3 separate regions of the Mus musculus genome follow, and all the other regions are linked to region 2. Evidence: chromatin contacts called from public HiChIP or PLAC-seq and promoter capture Hi-C data. All regions are on one chromosome and are shown on one strand. The core of a region is the stretch at or near the end of the contact, and the rest is flanking DNA. Distances in the headings are between cores, read along the strand shown. Region 1 overlaps Mylk4 (myosin light chain kinase family, member 4). Region 2 holds the start of Wrnip1 (Werner helicase interacting protein 1). Region 3 holds the start of Serpinb1a (serine (or cysteine) peptidase inhibitor, clade B, member 1a).

Region 1 (2,854 bases), core at 331-2,830, 38 kb after region 2:
CAAGACCAGATTCAAATATAACCACAGATAGGTCTAATCTGCTCTTCTATAAACACTGTTTAAGGACTCCATGCTGGCTGTGGCTACTTTATATGTCTTTTATGATCATTACTGTTTTGCAAGCAAACTCTTCTATGTCCAGAAAGCTAGACCTTTCTCTCCAGAGGGATTATTCTCTGTTTATTTATTTTTGTACCATATCTTTCGATGTGATAAGCCCTCTTACTTTGGTGTACTGTTTATCTTTAGCTGTTAGGTATAATTTCTTAAGTTTTAGAATTAATATACTTATTCAAATATTTAGATAAACTCATGAGTATGGCTAGTCAGGATATTTGGATAACTCGGGTTTACCTATTTTTTTTTTTTACAAGATTTTCAAAGAGAATACACTGGAGTGAATTTTAATCCTTTCTCTGCAGATAGGATCAGTTTTGCAAGGTCAGGGTGGTCTGACACACCCTGAGTGTCTTCATTCAGTATCAGCATAAAGAAAGGCATTCATTGTACCAGATGCTATCTGTCCTCTCAGGAAAAAGAAGGCAATTTGATCCTTCTTCGTCAAAAATTGTGAACTTCTACTCTCCAGTGGCACTAGAACACTGAAAATTGTTTTTAACAACACCAATAAGGCATTGCCTAGGTTCTGGTGTCCCTTTGAGACTCAACCTAGAAAGAAAACACCAATTTGAATAGCTTGCTTTATAGGTTCTACTTTGTCAGTTATTATTTTATGGTGATACAGAAATGGCCATTCACCATAAAGTGGAATCTTTTCCCCCAAACAGCAGCCCAGGCCTGCCAAGCAGCATGGGTGTGACCAAGGGACTTGTTCCAGATATACACTCTATATAACAGCATGTGTGGTTACCTGCGTGAATGCTAATGGTTGAAAAGCACCAGAATATTAATTACTTCCTGCAATTGAAAAATTAAGGAGTAGTTATTTTTACCATGAATGTTGCTGAAATGTGATACTAGTACAGTTGTGCATATATGATTAGTTTTGTAATAGATGCAAGCATATATATATATATATATATAATATGTTTATAAGTGTGTGTGTTCTCAAGGCTCTCTCAGGCTAGTCCTTGAGAACTAGGCAATATCCTTTCTTGAACATTTTAAGAGCATATTTTCCTTGATAAAATAAATATGTCTATTAATAGTTGTTTCCATTAGATTTCCCAGGCAGACAAAACACAGAATTTGTCTCTCAGCCAGTCAGATAAGCTGGGGTGAGGGGACATGTGAATGGCAGCACACCCTGCCTTCCCTGGAAGGGTCACATTCATCCCCAGGGAGGTGGTCTGGACATCGAGTTCTTTACCCATTTGAAAGGAGGCCGCTGTGTGACAGGACACCAACAGAATGCGCATCATGGAAATTCTTTGGTCTGCCCTTGTCAGCAAGGCAGCAGGTGGTTTAACTGAAAGCCACTTGTATGCTGAGTAGAGGAACAGGCTGTGAGATTCTCTGTTGTCACCAAGTTCCTCCTGCCAGGTGCTCACTGGTAGGGCCTGCAAACGTAAGTGCCCATGGCAGGGAGCCACGGGATCTTCCTGCACTCTGTCCGTGCTAATGTTGGGTTCACAGTTCCCAGGGTCACATGGAAAGGTCAGTAGTGTCCGGAGCTTACAACACCATCTGAGCCCTGCGACTTGTGTTAGATAAGCAACGTTGACTTCAGTGTATTTTGAGATACTCTGATTATTTGTTATGGGATGAGAGCCACTGGAAATAAGCATCCTTTGGGATAAAGATAAAGACTTCTAGACCCTACCAGACATCTTTAGCAGAAAGTGCTATAGTGAGGAGACCATGTCTTTAATAACGCCAAGGTTCCAATGAGAAGCATGGTTAGCACTTTGCCTGATCAGCCACTGGATCACCATCCAGATCTCTCTCTCTCTTTCCCTTTTTGCTTGGGTCTAAAAAGATGTCATGTTACCTCTGGGGATTTTTCTAGGCTGTAAAAATATTACCCATTAATCTTACCTCTTATAGTTAAGTTAACCTTGTGGCTCCTTAGGATCTTTGCAGAGTGACACAGAGGACAAGCACAGCTCTTAGATAGCTTTGTTTGGAGTAAATGCTATAAGCCTATGGCCTGACTAATTACTGAGTTTCTTTTCCCTCCTGTTGCTTGCTTGTTTTCTGTGCTTATGGTTTATGGGGACTGTGACACAGGAAACTTGTGGGGACTGTAGTTGTTGTGCACAGCTTTTCATTGCCAGTGTAACATCTCCTTTTTCTGATTTGGTGCTGGGCATGGATTCAGGACCCCACTTGTACTTCAGCACATTGCAGCCCGTGTCTGCTACCTTTGTGTGACTTACATCAACGCTGGACAAAAAGATGTACATGGGATTAAAACTTTAGTTATCTCCTTACCCACTGAGTGGAAAAGCTATTTTTTTCTTTTTTAAATACAAGGCTTGCTTCTTTTAAGGCTTGATATAAAGGATATATCAAACAGATAGCTGAAGTAGAAAAGTGATATGTGCAGACCAATAGGTTAAAAATAATTCTAAAGAAGAATATAGGTTACAGTAGGCTTGAATGAAGACTAGAGAATCCCTTTGCTCTATGTGGAAGCAGATAGAAGCCATTGTCCTGAGTAATTATAAAGCAGCGTGTCTTTCTGACATCTACTTGAGAACTGACCAAAATCAAACTCCACAGCATTAGCTTAAGTCACATCTGAAAATAGATTGAGAGGGCAGACAGGGACAGAGGTTGTGGAAGGCTTCATGTCTGGCAGGAAGAGCCAAGCACGGATGGAGGGCAGCCCAAACTTTATGCAACATGGGTCACTCCCAGGAGATCTGAGGCACCAGCCCAGTCCCTTTGG
Region 2 (2,832 bases), core at 198-2,697:
ATTAGTTCCAAAAACCAGTTAGAATAAGCCAATTAGTGGGAGAGGGGGTCAAGTATAATAGAAAAAATTTAATTAGTTTTCCACAACAAATGGAGCATACAAAATGTTTCTTCCCCAATGTTTGCAGCATGTCCCCTGCCTGGAATTGGGTCACTAAAAATCATGGATATGACCACAAAGATAGCTCAAATCTCTGTCCACATCTCTGCATAAACCAAGAAAATTGGGCATTTTCTTGTGAAAAACGCCCAACAAGGGGTCTGGGGAATCTGGGGAAATGGCATGCTTGCTTGCGTATTACAAACTCCGCTCACGCATCAGGACCGCGCCCCCAGGCCTCCCTCTCCAGAGGAGGGGTCCGGAATCTAAGGACCGCACCCGGCTCAGAATACCTCCGCGGCCCTTGGCAAAAACAGCAAGAGCAGCACTCACCTTACCGCAACCTGGCGGGCCCCACAAGATGAGCGAAGGGATCTCATTGGCCTCCAGTAGCGAGCGGAGCAGAGTCTCCTGCCCTACGGCCCTACTCTGCCCGATGTAGTCCTGCAGCGTGTCTGGACGCATCTTGTCAGCCAGCGGCTTGCCCTCCAGCATCTGTCGGATCTCCTCCGCCGCCAGCGCCCGGGGATGCGCGCGGCCCGCGCTGACTCCGAACGAGGCGTCGGCGGCGTCCGCATCCCAGTGCCCGGGATCGTCCTCACCGTCCACGTCCGCGTCGCCATCGCCGTCCACCCCCGCCTCCTCCTCCTCCTGCGCCTCCGCCTCATCCCAGCTGCGCGGGGATGCGCTGCCTGCGGCGGCTGCAGCCGCTGGTCTCTTCCCCATACCCTTTCTGGCGGGGCTGCTGGAGCGGGCCACCGGGAAGTCCGGGATAAGGCGCGCACCGCTGGGCGTGGGCGGTGCGTCGTAGCTCTCACGGCTCTCGGTCTCGCCGCCGTCATCGCCCTCCTCGCCCTCGCCTTCGCTGCTTTCGGCCGCCGTCGGGGTGGCGGGCTGCTTCAGCGCCGAGCTCTCCGACAGTCGACGCCTCTTGGCGCCGGGTGGCGAGGGCCCCTTGGCCCGCTCCCCAGCGCGGTGAGAGCCGGCCGCTGGCTCCGCGTGCCCCGCAGGGTGCAGCAGCAGGCAGCGGTCCAGGTGCGAATTGATGTGCGCGGCGGGCATCATCTGCTGGCACACTGGGCACTGCACCTGGTGCAACTGCGACAGGAAGGGGTCGTCTTCCGGCCCGCTCACCTCCATGGTGGCAGCTGCCCTCCCTGGCGCCCGTGCGGCTGCACCTGCCCCTGAGAACGCCGATGCCCGCCGCTAGGCCCGGTGCCGCGCGACCCTCGCGCGGGTAGGGAGCAGGACACGCACGGGCCGAGGGAGGGCGCCGCTCATGCCTCACGTCCTGAGCTCCCGCGTCAACTCGCCCTCGGCCCGCAGCTGGCAACGCCTCGCGAGTCGTGTCGGGAAGTGTAGTCCAAAGCGGGCAGAAGACTCCGCAACCCGATGCCCCCAATCGCCGCCGGCAATTTCTCGCATTGAACTTTGGGAAATGTAGTTCTCCGTCACAACAGGCCCTCTCGTCTTCTTCGGTCCCTGGGAAGAGCCTTTCTGTGGCGCTGCTTGGATAGGCGTGGTGCGCGTGCGCATGCCTGCTCAGTACCGGAAACAACCGCCTTCGAGTAAAACCCAAGCGGAGGGAACTTGGGAACCTGGCTTTCCAGGATTTTGGCCTTCTGGGTGCGGAACTAGAAATGCTGTCATCAGGGAGAATATTTGTAATAAAACTAAAACGAAGTGGAAATACCCCAGAAGTGCCTAGGAAGCTGGAGAAAGGGCTTCGACATAAACACACAAGAGCTACACAGGTAGACAAAGTTCAATTCCGAAGGCTGCTCAAGGAAATGCAATAAAAGGGATTCCCTCCCCTGTGCCCCTTAATTTTACTTTAGGACCTGTCGCCCAAAGTACTTGCTTAATAGTTATCTCTAGCTGATATAATAGTCGTAAACTGAAAATCACCGTTGTATCCCAATAACAAAATGATGGCAGGCAGTCCTTAAAGGTATTTCCAGCAGACAGGAGCAGGAAATGAGTACAATAGGCATTTATAAATGTATATTCTCTGGGTGTAGTGCTGTGTACCTTTAATACTAGTACTCAGGAGGCACTGACAGGTGGATCTCAGAGTTTGAGGCCAGCGTGGTCTACATTTTGAGTTCCAAGTCAGCCAGGGCTACATAATACAAAATTGTATTTTTACTTTTGAAAAGCAAATTTAAAAAGTTAGTGTGGTAGTCTACATCCATGTATTACTGCTTATGATTTTATTATGCTTTTCTGTAAGTTACTCCTTGGAAAGATGCAAAAGGAGCTGGAGAGGTGGCTCAGTAGTTAAGAGCACTTGCTGCTATTGTAGGTTCCTCTTTCAGTTTGCAGCACCAGGTCAGAGGATCTGGCTCCTTATTCTGGCCTCTGGGGGCACTACACCTAGGTAATGCACAGTCATACATGCAGGCAAAACATGTAAATATAAATGTAATACATCTTTTAAAATATTTAAATACATATAGGTAGATTGAGAGGAGTGTGACTTGTTAAGTTGCTAAGGCTGGAATTCTCAACCTGTACCTGGGGGCTACCAAAAACATCAAAATTTTATTATAATTGATTATTGCTGATAATCAGAAATTAAATGTGTTAAGGGAAAGCAAAGACTTATGAATCTTGTCAAAATTTGAGTGTGTATTTACTTTACCACCCAACAGTATACAGCAAGTTACAGTAGAAACTTTTTATTTACTGTTTTCCCACTGAAGGTTTAGTTATCTTATGCTATGAAGTAAA
Region 3 (2,863 bases), core at 18-2,517, 49 kb before region 2:
TTGAGCTACATGGATGAATATATTTTGTATGTGAAAAGGACTATGTCCATTTATGTTGTTATAGTAAAACATTTGTGGCTTGATAATTATGAATTCTCCATGTTCAAGACTCAGCATCTGAACTAGCCTTCATCTAGACAAGGTCCCAGAAAGTGTAAGGCATCAAGGTATCATAGGGGGGAAAAAAGGAGCGCAGATCTATCTCTTCTGATCTTCTCATCTCTCCTTCTCTTATTAAAGCTTGGAGTCATAGTCCTTAAGAGCTGGGGCGTGCTCGCCACCTAGTGGTCATGAAGATGATATTCTGGAATTCAGTCAGGCGTCCCCACCCTGAGAACCCTGTGTAATCTTAATCACTTCTCAAAGTCCTCACCTCCCAAACACCACACACGAAGTTTCTATCTTCTGATACCTCACAATAGGCATTATATCCAACACGGGAGTGCTCAAGAGACGTGCTGACCCACCTCCCCATCTTCCTTTCTCCTCTTTTAGTTCCCGAGTCTAACAAACACTAATCCATGTGTTGTGACCCTCACCTACAGTAGGATTCTTCCTTTGTCCTCTGAAGAAAGACAAGAAGCACTAAAAGTTCTGTGAATTTACAGTTCCAAACACTTCAAGGAGAATAAAGCTGAGCCCATCAAGTTAACAATGGCCTGGGCTAGTCAATTCTAATTTAAGTTGCATAGTGAGGGGATTTGTCCAAACTTTTAGTCTAATAGTGGGGAATTGTGGGTTGAGGGCTTCTCCAGCCTGGTGTGGTCCCTGAGCTAGCCTTGGCACCTGAAAGGCAGAGAAGACAAGGATCACCTATTGCTTGTAACTGGCAATCTGGGACCTTATCCAAAGGACCCCAAAGATATTTCTCCATCCCTACCTACATACCGCACAGAAAGGATTCCTTTTGATTTTACAGCGTTTCAGTGGAATTCAAGAAGGTATCTTTTGACCTGGAAGAAAGGACATTTATTTATTCTCTTGGCCATTTGCAGCTGAGGAAGAAATAACTTACCAGATCTCTGCTTAAAGAAATAATAATAATAATAATAATAATAATAATAATAATAATAATAATAAAAAGGCCTGCAACTGAGGAAAGTAAAGTCCCCTTGAGAGTGGCCACAATCTTCTGCTTTTATTTTGACAGCCCTCCAAGGTCGGGTTTTAAACACTCAGCCAAGAAAAGGCGCCTCCACCCAGCTTGGGCTTGCCAGGAAGACACGCCCCTTCTGCATGCTATAAAGGCAACAGCTGGCTCTGAGCACTTCATCCTAGCTGTAAGTGGAGCCAGACCTGCTAAGCAAGAGGTAAGATTCTCAGGGGTCATAGCAAGGAGGGAGGAAGCTGGCACCTCTTCCAGGAACCAGCACGTTCCTGGTACCTCACCCTCACCCAAGATGTAACCAGAAAATGCTCTGTGGATCCCCAACTGCACCCTACTCCAGGCCGCGGGCCCGAGGGAGGAAGGTGATCCTAGTTTTTCTTTCCCTCGGCTTTCTTTTTGAACCTTGATCTGGGAGACAGTGCCCTGAGCTTCATACGGTCAATCCTGGCTGCAGGGAGGCTGGGAGGGAAGGAAGCTGGTGAGATCCTAGATCCTCAACAATGAGAACTCCATGTGGCCCGGGTAGCTAAACAGCCAGGGACACACATTTGTGATTAGCCTGTACTTGGACAAACTGGAGCTCTGAGTTTGGGACCCAGCTGGATTAGCAGATGAGCCTCAAGCAGGGCTTGCTTACCCACTGCAGGAATCAGCTTGTTTGCAAAAGGGACACAGAGGAGTGTTCCTCTTCCCTGTCACCCACATCTTACTTATTTGAGTGGCATTCTCAAATTCGCATATTTCACTCCAGCTGAGACTTCAGCCTTGATCTCAGGCATGGAGAACTGAAGTAGTATGCTTGCCCTCTTAGGAAAAACAGGATGAGGTAGGAATTCCAAACTGTAGGGTCCTAGGGGTGGATGTCAGAGCTGAGGTAGGTAGTGTTGCTGGTGTTGTAGCTGGCAGTGCTGATCTCCCCTCTTTTGCAGACTTCACCATGGAGCAGCTGAGTTCAGCCAACACCCTCTTCGCCTTGGAGCTGTTCCAAACCCTGAATGAAAGCAGCCCCACAGGAAACATCTTCTTCTCTCCCTTCAGCATTTCTTCTGCCTTGGCCATGGTCATTCTGGGGGCCAAAGGCAGCACTGCAGCTCAGCTTTCTAAGGTTAGCAAAAGCCAAACTGGCCAGCTCTCCCTGCCATCTCCATGCTTGTTAGATGGTACAGTCAGACTTTCAGAGAGCCACACCCCCAAAACAGTCAGTTCTTCATTCACTACCAACTTTAAGTGAGATTAGGGCAGAGTCTCTGTTCAGTTGGGGACACAAAGTGAAGAAAGACAATGACACTACCTGTGGGTTTGGTTCTCCCATTCACAAGAGTGAATCACAGGCTTTCAGGTAAGCTAGCCCTGCACCTCCCCAGAGCTAGCTGTTTCCTGTTTTCCTTTTGCACTGATAACCACTACTCATAAATCATGCCAGTAATAGGGTCACCTTCAGGCATGACAAATATAAGAACATGCTACAGGAAGAGAGCTTGGTGGTGGTGGTTTTTTTATGGGGACAAAAGGTAAAGACAGCCACCTGTCTATGTTCCCAGGGTTAGCCCTGTGCCTCTCTCCAGCCTGATTTCACTGGCTGTGGCTCTGCAGGAGGAGGGATTGTAAAGTCCCTGTGGCCTGTTGGACAGGTCCTACCTCCTCTCAGTCCACCCCTGGGAGACAGCAGGTCACCTTTGCATCTCTCCCCACAGCTGCCTAGTCTTCCTTAATGGGTATGAAGGGCACTTCTGCTCTTGGTGTTCCTTAATTCTG

The links. Promoter capture Hi-C pulls out the DNA fragments that hold promoters and counts their contacts. HiChIP or PLAC-seq counts read pairs in DNA pulled down with a chosen protein or histone mark.
Region 1: a contact with region 2 is called in an H3K27ac HiChIP or PLAC-seq map of heart atrium, with 6 times the contacts expected there. The contact joins the enhancer-like site here to the promoter of Wrnip1 in region 2. A contact is called at or near these places in 5 of 39 promoter capture datasets (3T3-L1-derived adipocytes, embryonic stem cells, liver and 1 more), 4 of 15 datasets of contacts at CTCF or cohesin (the G1E-ER4 cell line, hippocampal excitatory neurons, liver and 1 more), 46 of 484 Hi-C or Micro-C datasets (the AML12 cell line, the AtT-20 cell line, B cells and 30 more), 8 of 115 datasets of contacts at active chromatin or transcription factors (astrocytes, cardiomyocytes, embryonic limb bud and 4 more) and 3 of 9 other capture datasets (adipose tissue, liver and pancreatic islet).
Region 3: a promoter capture Hi-C map of hematopoietic stem and progenitor cells shows a contact between it and region 2, with 4 times the contacts expected there. The contact joins the promoter of Serpinb1a here to the promoter of Wrnip1 in region 2. A contact is called at or near these places in 20 of 39 promoter capture datasets (the 3T3-L1 cell line, 3T3-L1-derived adipocytes, the C10 cell line and 13 more), 10 of 484 Hi-C or Micro-C datasets (LSK cells, bone marrow, centroblasts and 7 more), 6 of 115 datasets of contacts at active chromatin or transcription factors (the HPC-7 cell line, astrocytes, effector CD8 T cells and 3 more) and 3 of 9 other capture datasets (adipose tissue, liver and pancreatic islet).

The regions. Positions count from the first base shown.
Region 1 is chr13:32,763,252-32,766,105 of GRCm38.p6, reverse strand. All of the region lies in intron 2 of Mylk4 (myosin light chain kinase family, member 4), which reads left to right. Among named protein-coding and RNA genes, the nearest start is that of Mylk4, 19 kb to the left of the region's middle. Within about 2 kb of position 1,580, at least 13 of the 459 cell types and tissues checked have an H3K27ac peak or open chromatin away from gene starts, as enhancers often do. A contact at or near this core is called in heart atrium and hepatocytes, where this site is marked.
Region 2 is chr13:32,800,645-32,803,476 of GRCm38.p6, reverse strand. It overlaps Wrnip1 (Werner helicase interacting protein 1), which reads right to left and starts at 1,447. Exons shown (of 7, transcript NM_030215.3): 1 at 433-1,447. The coding sequence starts at 1,239. It also overlaps a transcript of Mylk4 not described here.
Region 3 is chr13:32,849,589-32,852,451 of GRCm38.p6, reverse strand. It overlaps Serpinb1a (serine (or cysteine) peptidase inhibitor, clade B, member 1a), which reads left to right and starts at 1,267. Exons shown (of 7, transcript NM_025429.2): 1 at 1,267-1,310; 2 at 2,038-2,213. The coding sequence starts at 2,046.